Linked DNA regions of Sus scrofa: region 2 is linked to region 1. The links are chromatin contacts, called in public HiChIP or PLAC-seq maps. All regions are on one chromosome and are shown on one strand. Each heading gives the region's core, a stretch centred on a gene start, on an enhancer-like site or on the middle of the called end of the contact. The rest is flanking DNA. Distances are from core to core; before and after follow the strand shown. Region 1 overlaps EIF4ENIF1 (eukaryotic translation initiation factor 4E transporter). Region 2 overlaps DEPDC5 (DEP domain-containing protein 5).

What was found. HiChIP or PLAC-seq counts read pairs in DNA pulled down with a chosen protein or histone mark.
Region 2: a contact with region 1 is called in an H3K27ac HiChIP or PLAC-seq map of alveolar macrophages. The contact joins two enhancer-like sites. A contact is called at or near these places in 1 of 47 Hi-C or Micro-C datasets (epiblast stem cells) and 1 of 2 datasets of contacts at active chromatin or transcription factors (alveolar macrophages).

The regions. Positions count from the first base shown.
Region 1 is chr14:48,153,995-48,157,179 of Sscrofa11.1, reverse strand. EIF4ENIF1 (eukaryotic translation initiation factor 4E transporter) reads left to right here. Exons shown (of 19, transcript XM_021073985.1): 19 at 1-345. Among named protein-coding and RNA genes, the nearest start is that of DRG1, 29 kb to the right of the region's middle. Within about 2 kb of position 1,634, at least 3 of the 83 cell types and tissues checked have an H3K27ac peak or open chromatin away from gene starts, as enhancers often do. A contact at or near this core is called in alveolar macrophages, where this site is marked.
Region 2 is chr14:48,450,960-48,454,144 of Sscrofa11.1, reverse strand. It overlaps DEPDC5 (DEP domain-containing protein 5), which reads right to left. Exons shown (of 42, transcript XM_013983091.2): 11 at 2,943-3,012; 12 at 2,498-2,570. Among named protein-coding and RNA genes, the nearest start is that of DEPDC5, 31 kb to the right of the region's middle. Within about 2 kb of position 1,629, at least 3 of the 83 cell types and tissues checked have an H3K27ac peak or open chromatin away from gene starts, as enhancers often do. A contact at or near this core is called in alveolar macrophages, where this site is marked.

The DNA.
Region 1 (3,185 bases), core at 385-2,884:
CCAATCGAGTTGAGCCTTCATAGTCTGAATACAGGATGCCCGATGTTGTCAATCCTGGAAACAGTCTTTTTTTTGTAAGATATGTCAATGAAGTGTGGTGTCTTCACCAAGAGGTGACACCTTAAGGGTTCTGAGGAAATAAATGTATAGACCCTTATGTACAGACCTGTGTATAAACAACCTTTGTACATACATATAGGATAGCTTTTTTGAACTTATACAGCTGTACATAAAAGTAGCTGATATTAGTTAAGCCTGTGTCAACAGTTCTGATTTTTTTTCACTTGTACATTTGGGACTTTCTTTTGGTTGATTAAAGTTGCATATGCAAAGTGTGTGAATGAAGTGAATGGCATTGTTGTGTTTATTTCTTCCTGAATCCCTTCCTCTTCAGTAGGTTGAGGGAAATTATCTGTTTTTTTCTTTAAAGCTCATAGAAATAAACACTCATTTTAAAGGAAGAAGCTATGGCCGTTTCTTGAGCCTTAATAAAGACCCCAATGGGATAGTTCAGGCTGGGCTGACCCTATAGGTAGGTAGTTGTATGGTTAATACCAGATTGCAGCGCGCAATTTCTAAAATTAAACCCACTTAGTAAACAGTCTGTTTACTGGGTAATCATGTATATGATAGTTTCTCCCAAACAAATACCCACGTTTATTGGGACAAAAGTTGTTAGGGAAAATGGGGCCTCAGAGTTATGATTCAAGTCATAATTCTTTCCATTTATAATTTCACTCGAGACTCTGTTAACTGATTCCTTGTGTGTTGTATCTTACTCCTCAGCTCACAATTACTTTTAGTTATTCACCTTAACTGTATGAATAACAGTGGAGAAAAGGATTCTACCAGAATACTCTAATTATGGTTTTGAGTCCCCTTTCCAGACTGAAGATTTTTCAGTCTTTTTGATCTGAGGTGATTTTTCAGTCTTTTCGATCTGAGGTGACAGTCTCAAGCTCCTCAATTCACCCAGTCTCTTGATACTTGTCCATTTAGGGCCACCAAAGCTACTTTGACTTCATACTAGAGAGTCAATTAATGAGGCCATTCTCTGATGGACAGGTGAAGCAGGCAAGGTGACTATATTTTGACTAAACGGTAGAAAACAGCCTGAGTGTTAACAGTGTAGCCTATAAAACCCAGAGCTGCCCACCCTGATCTAAACTTCCAGGAACATAAGAAAGTAGGTCACATTTCAGTAAAACCTGGCTTTGTGGATTGAGCATGGTCTGTCTCTTCCTGGTACTTCATTAGTCCCCTAAGTGGGATTTGCTGAGCAAGACTCCTCAATTACAGAAATACTCCAGTTTAGAATTCTCGCAAAGGCTTTTTGTTTCCACAAGTAGAATCTAGAAAGCAATCTCAAGTAACAACAGCAGAGACCTGAATCCCAATCCATCTTTCCTGTGTGTCCTCTTTTACCTCCTTCCCTTTCATGTTGAACCAACAGTCCTTTTTCAGTCTAGAAGCTAGTACGAAAGAAATGTACAGATGTAGGTACCAAGCAAAGCCATTAGCCAATAACTGGTGAGATGGAGCTAAGAGGAAATAAAAGTGTTCCTAAGAATAGCACAGCAGAAGCTAGATCCACAGATCTTAAAACAATTTTGGTTGAGTAAGAGTAGAGGCAAAAGAGGAAGCTAATAATGCAGTTTTTAGGAGCTAAGAGCCAGATAAAGGGTAAGGGCAGGAGGAAGTGCTATCTCAGCTAACGAGATACATGAAACAACGGTGGAAGTCCAGCAGGCACAAGATGAGTTGAGAAGCAATCAGGGCCAGAAGGATGTGCAAGGCCTCAAAATAAAAAAGCACAGGGCCACAGGGAACCTTATGGAAATTAAAAGGAAGAGGATGAAGTCAGGAGAGGAAAAAATAGTGCTCCCTCCCCCATGCCCAAGGAAGCAGCTGAGCAGCCAGTACTTGGGAAGTTAGTAGTAATAAGTTGGTAAGAGGGAGTTCTGTTCGTGGCTCAATGGTTAACAAATCAGACTAGAAACCGTGAGGTTGCGGGTTTGATCCCTGGCCTTGCTCAGTGGGTTAAGGATCCGGCATTGCCGTGACCTGTGGTGTAGGTCACAGACGTGGCTCAGTTCCCGCATTCCTGTGGCTCTGGTGTAGGCTGGTGGCTACAGCTCTGATTAGACCCCTAGGCTGGGAACCTCCATATGCCCTGGAAGTGGCCGTAGAAAAGATTAAAAAAAAAAAAAAAGTTGGTAAGAAAATTGTAAAATACAGCCAGGCCTTATTCCAGGAGACTGCTGCTGAGTATCTTATAAGCCAAGCTCAAAATTATTAAGACGGAAGGGAAGTCAGGTCCAGAGACAAACTTCAGGAATGAAGATAACTTTCAGGAGTAAACTGATTCTTCAGTAATTCTATTCTCTTTTCCAACAATTGGTTTGAGAATGAGATATGTTACCCAATTTTGGCCATGAGACACATAGACAAATTGGCTGGGCAGCTTCTAGGAAATGCTCTAGATAATGATGTAAAGCCTGGGACTGAGTACACATTCTGTGACTATGTGGGGAGCCAGCTGTCCAACAAAGCCAACAAACTACAGGGGACAGAGCTTGATGCAAAGAATTTGGATCTTCAGTAACATCTGTGATGGGCCATGAGCCCATCTGAGCCACACAACTTATGTGAGAGATCAGGTGGTTAAGCCTAGCTATATGCATTCTAACTAGTTAATGGCACAGGACTCTGAGTCTGCATAGCTGTGCTAAAGAAGATTATGAAAGAAAAATGGAATAGGTAACAGCTAGGGTAAGGTAATGCTCTCCTTAAACACTAGGAGGCCACCAATGGGAGAAAAGTTGAATGATGAAAGTGAGGCCTGTTCAAACCACATCCTGAAGGCTTGGATGAACTTGGATTTCTGCAAACTTCTCAACATTCTGGCATTTCACTGCCCAATGGAAGTGAATTTCAGGATTCCCCCAAAACCCAATATATGCTCTGGCTGGAGAGCAAAGCTTACTAGAAACTCCCTAACTCAGAAAGCCAGTATTTCTCTGAAGAGTTGGGATAGGCTCCAGATTATGGCTTCTGTTATGAATATGAATGGATATCAAAGTCTACACCCTGCAAAGTGACTAGGATACCAGGACTGGAAGGCTTATCTCCTGGATCTATAGACAGTGCTGAGCCCAAGCTGTACAACGATTATCAAAGGGATG
Region 2 (3,185 bases), core at 380-2,879, 300 kb before region 1:
AATATCGGAGTTTCCTGGGACACAGTGGGTTAAGGATCTGGCCTTGTCTTTGCAGTGGCTTGGGCTGCTGCTGAGGTGCAGGTTCAATCCCTGGCCTGGGAACTTCCACATGCTGCAGGAACAGCAAAAAAAAAAAAAGATGCAATGAGAGGAGCTCTTTTGCGGCACAGCAGGTTAAGTATTCAGCGTTGCCACTGAAGTGGCTTGGGTCACTGCTATGGCAAGGGTTTACTCATGGCACAGAAACTTTTGGATGCCATGTACATGGCCAACAAAAAAATTAAAAATGAAGGAAATCTGGCTCCAGAGTGTATTCTTAACCAGTGTTTCTCTACCTTTCCACAAAATTACCAAAAGATCAATAATAAACAGTATTTAAAAAAAGATTCAATGAGATAGCTCTTCTTCCAATCCAAATGAAGAATGAAAAAAGGAGTACTAGTCACTGTTGGTGAGGACAGAGAAATAACACTGCTGCTATGAAAATAGGATTTTCTACTTCACTGTTCTCAGAGGGCAATTTGACTATTACAAATGAAAAGCCTTAACAAAAATAGAATGTCCTTTGACCTTATAGTAACTACGTTTCCGGGAAATCGCCCTAAGGGCTAACTAGGGATATGCTTAAAGACTGAGTTGTAAGATGTCCACTGGTAGAACTATTGACTAGAAACTATTCATTAGAAAGCTAAAAATCACCTGTGTTCAGAAATCATTGGAATTTCTATACGGCAATAAAAATGATGTCATGGAAGCAGAGTATCAGGCACAGAATGGCATTTGTGATAAAGTGGAAAATAACAGTTTAAAACAAGTGGGTACGGGAGTTCCTGTTGTGGCGCAACAGAATCCGACTAGGAACCACGAGGTTGCGGGTACAATCCCTGGCCTTGCTCAGTGGGTTAAGGATCCAGCGTTGCCATGAGCTGTGATATAGGTCGCAGACATGACTCAGATCCTACATTGCTGTGGCTGTGGTGTAGGCTGGTGGCTACAGCTCTGATTCGACCCCTAGCTTGGGAATCTTCGGTGGCACTGCTGGGACAAGAAGTTGGTCTGCATCCCGTGGACACAGTGTGAAGTATAGCATATCAGTGACAACGTAAAAAATTCTACCTAAATCTGGTCAAGTCTTTAGAGAGGGCTTCTCAGCCTCCTCACTACCAGCATTTGGGGCCAAAATGACTCTTGCTGGGGGCAGAAGAGTTGCCCTGAGCCTTACAGGATGTTCTGCAGCATTTCTGGCCTCTACCCACTGGATAGCAGCTATGTGACCACTCCCTTCCCTCCAGATTGACAATAAAAACACTTTGCCAAATGTCAGGGGGCTGGGGAGTGAACAGGAAGTTGTTCTGGTTATAACCTCTGGTTTGCAGACAATAAACAAACACCACCACAGGATTCAATCAGACAAATCCAGAAGGGGTCTTCTACAGCGTCCCTATTCAAAAATGGTGTGCAAAGTGAGCAAAATGTGCAAACAGAGGAGCTAGTTAGACATTCAGAGTCTCAGGCCCACCCCTGACCTCTGGAACTGATGACAATCAGCACTTTAACGCAACCCCAGGGTGTGAGTTGTAAGCACACTAAAGTCTGAGAAGCCCAGCTCCACAGGACTACTGCCCTGGATTCTTCTATGAGCCAACGATTTGGGGACAAAAAGGAAGGGGAAGTTGTTTTAGACTTAAGAAGCAGACCAAACAGGAGGTTGTTTTGGAGACAATTAAGGAAATCTGACTCTGTACTAGATACTAGATAATATTACACAATTATCGTTAATTTTGTTAAATGTGATTGTGCTTATATGTTGTGGTTATGCTGTCATATATGAAAATGCCCTTATTCTTTAGAAAAAAAATTTGTGGGTTTTTTTGGCCCTGCCTGCCACATGTGGAAACTCCCAGGCCAGGGATCTAACTCACACCACAGCTGCAACCCAAGCCACAGCAGTGATAATGCCAGGTCCTCACCCACTGAGCCACCAGGGAACTCCAGCTAAGAACAAAATGTTTTAATATCTATAATTTGCTTTAGAATAAAATTTAGATAAAACAGATGAAGCAAATACGGCATGAGAATAACTGTTAAATCCAGGTATTGGGTATATGGGTCCCTTATTTTGTTCACTCTTCTTTCCTGCGAGTGAAATTTTTCACAAAAAAAAAGTTTGGAAAGTATAAATGCAATATGATATCCCAGATTGGAGCCTGGAACAAAAAAGGTGCTTAAATGGAAAAACTGATTAAATCTAAGAAAAGTCTGATATTTAGTTCACAGCAATGTACCAATGCTAATCTTATAGTTTTCACAAACATACCTTGGATAGGAAATATTAACAGAGGAAACTGCGTGAAGGGTATAGGGAACTCTCTGTACTATCTTGGCAACTTCTCTGTAAATCTAAAGTTATTCCAAAGTGACAAGGTTAATTTTTTTTTAAGTTAGGAAAGAAAAAACCAAGGGGGAAAAAAAGGCAAAGTGAAGCACCCAAACATACTTATAGAAATCTTCATAGAATCGCCCCTTGTGATCCTGCCTAATTGAGGCTCGGTTTATTTCGGGAAATTCATCTGAAATAGAGAAAACAACATATGTAGGTCAGGTTGAAAAGATAAATTCAGCTTTTCTGCTCCCACTTCTGGGTTGAAGATTTGTATCTCTCTCTCTCTCTCTCTCTCTCTCTCTCTCTCTCTCTCTCTCACACACACACACACACACTCAAAAGATAAATTATATAACTATTAAGTTGCTTTTAAGATGAATCACAACCCACAGACTTCTTGCAAACGCTAATGGACTGTGTCATCTTCCATTTTCTTTATCCTCATAACAGAAAAGACAGGAAAGATGGAGCAGTGCCAAGTGAAAGAAAATGATAAGGAATGTATTGGGATGGGTGTGTGGAAAGCTTAACAAAAAATAACTGTAGGAGAAAGACTTACCAATAGATTTTGCATCATAGTAAGTCCTAGAAAATAGGACCACTGTCACTTCATGACTACAGTTTTTCTCCTAGGCATGAGTAGAGAAAAAGAGGGCTCAGGTTTATTCCAGTTACTTCACTACCAAGCAATCTGCATGAACATAATCTTCTCAATTCTAGAAGGCTCAGGACAGTACATGGTACTGAATAATATCATGTAATTGTAGGCTGTGTAATGCATTGGACAGTGCTGCCAGAGTCA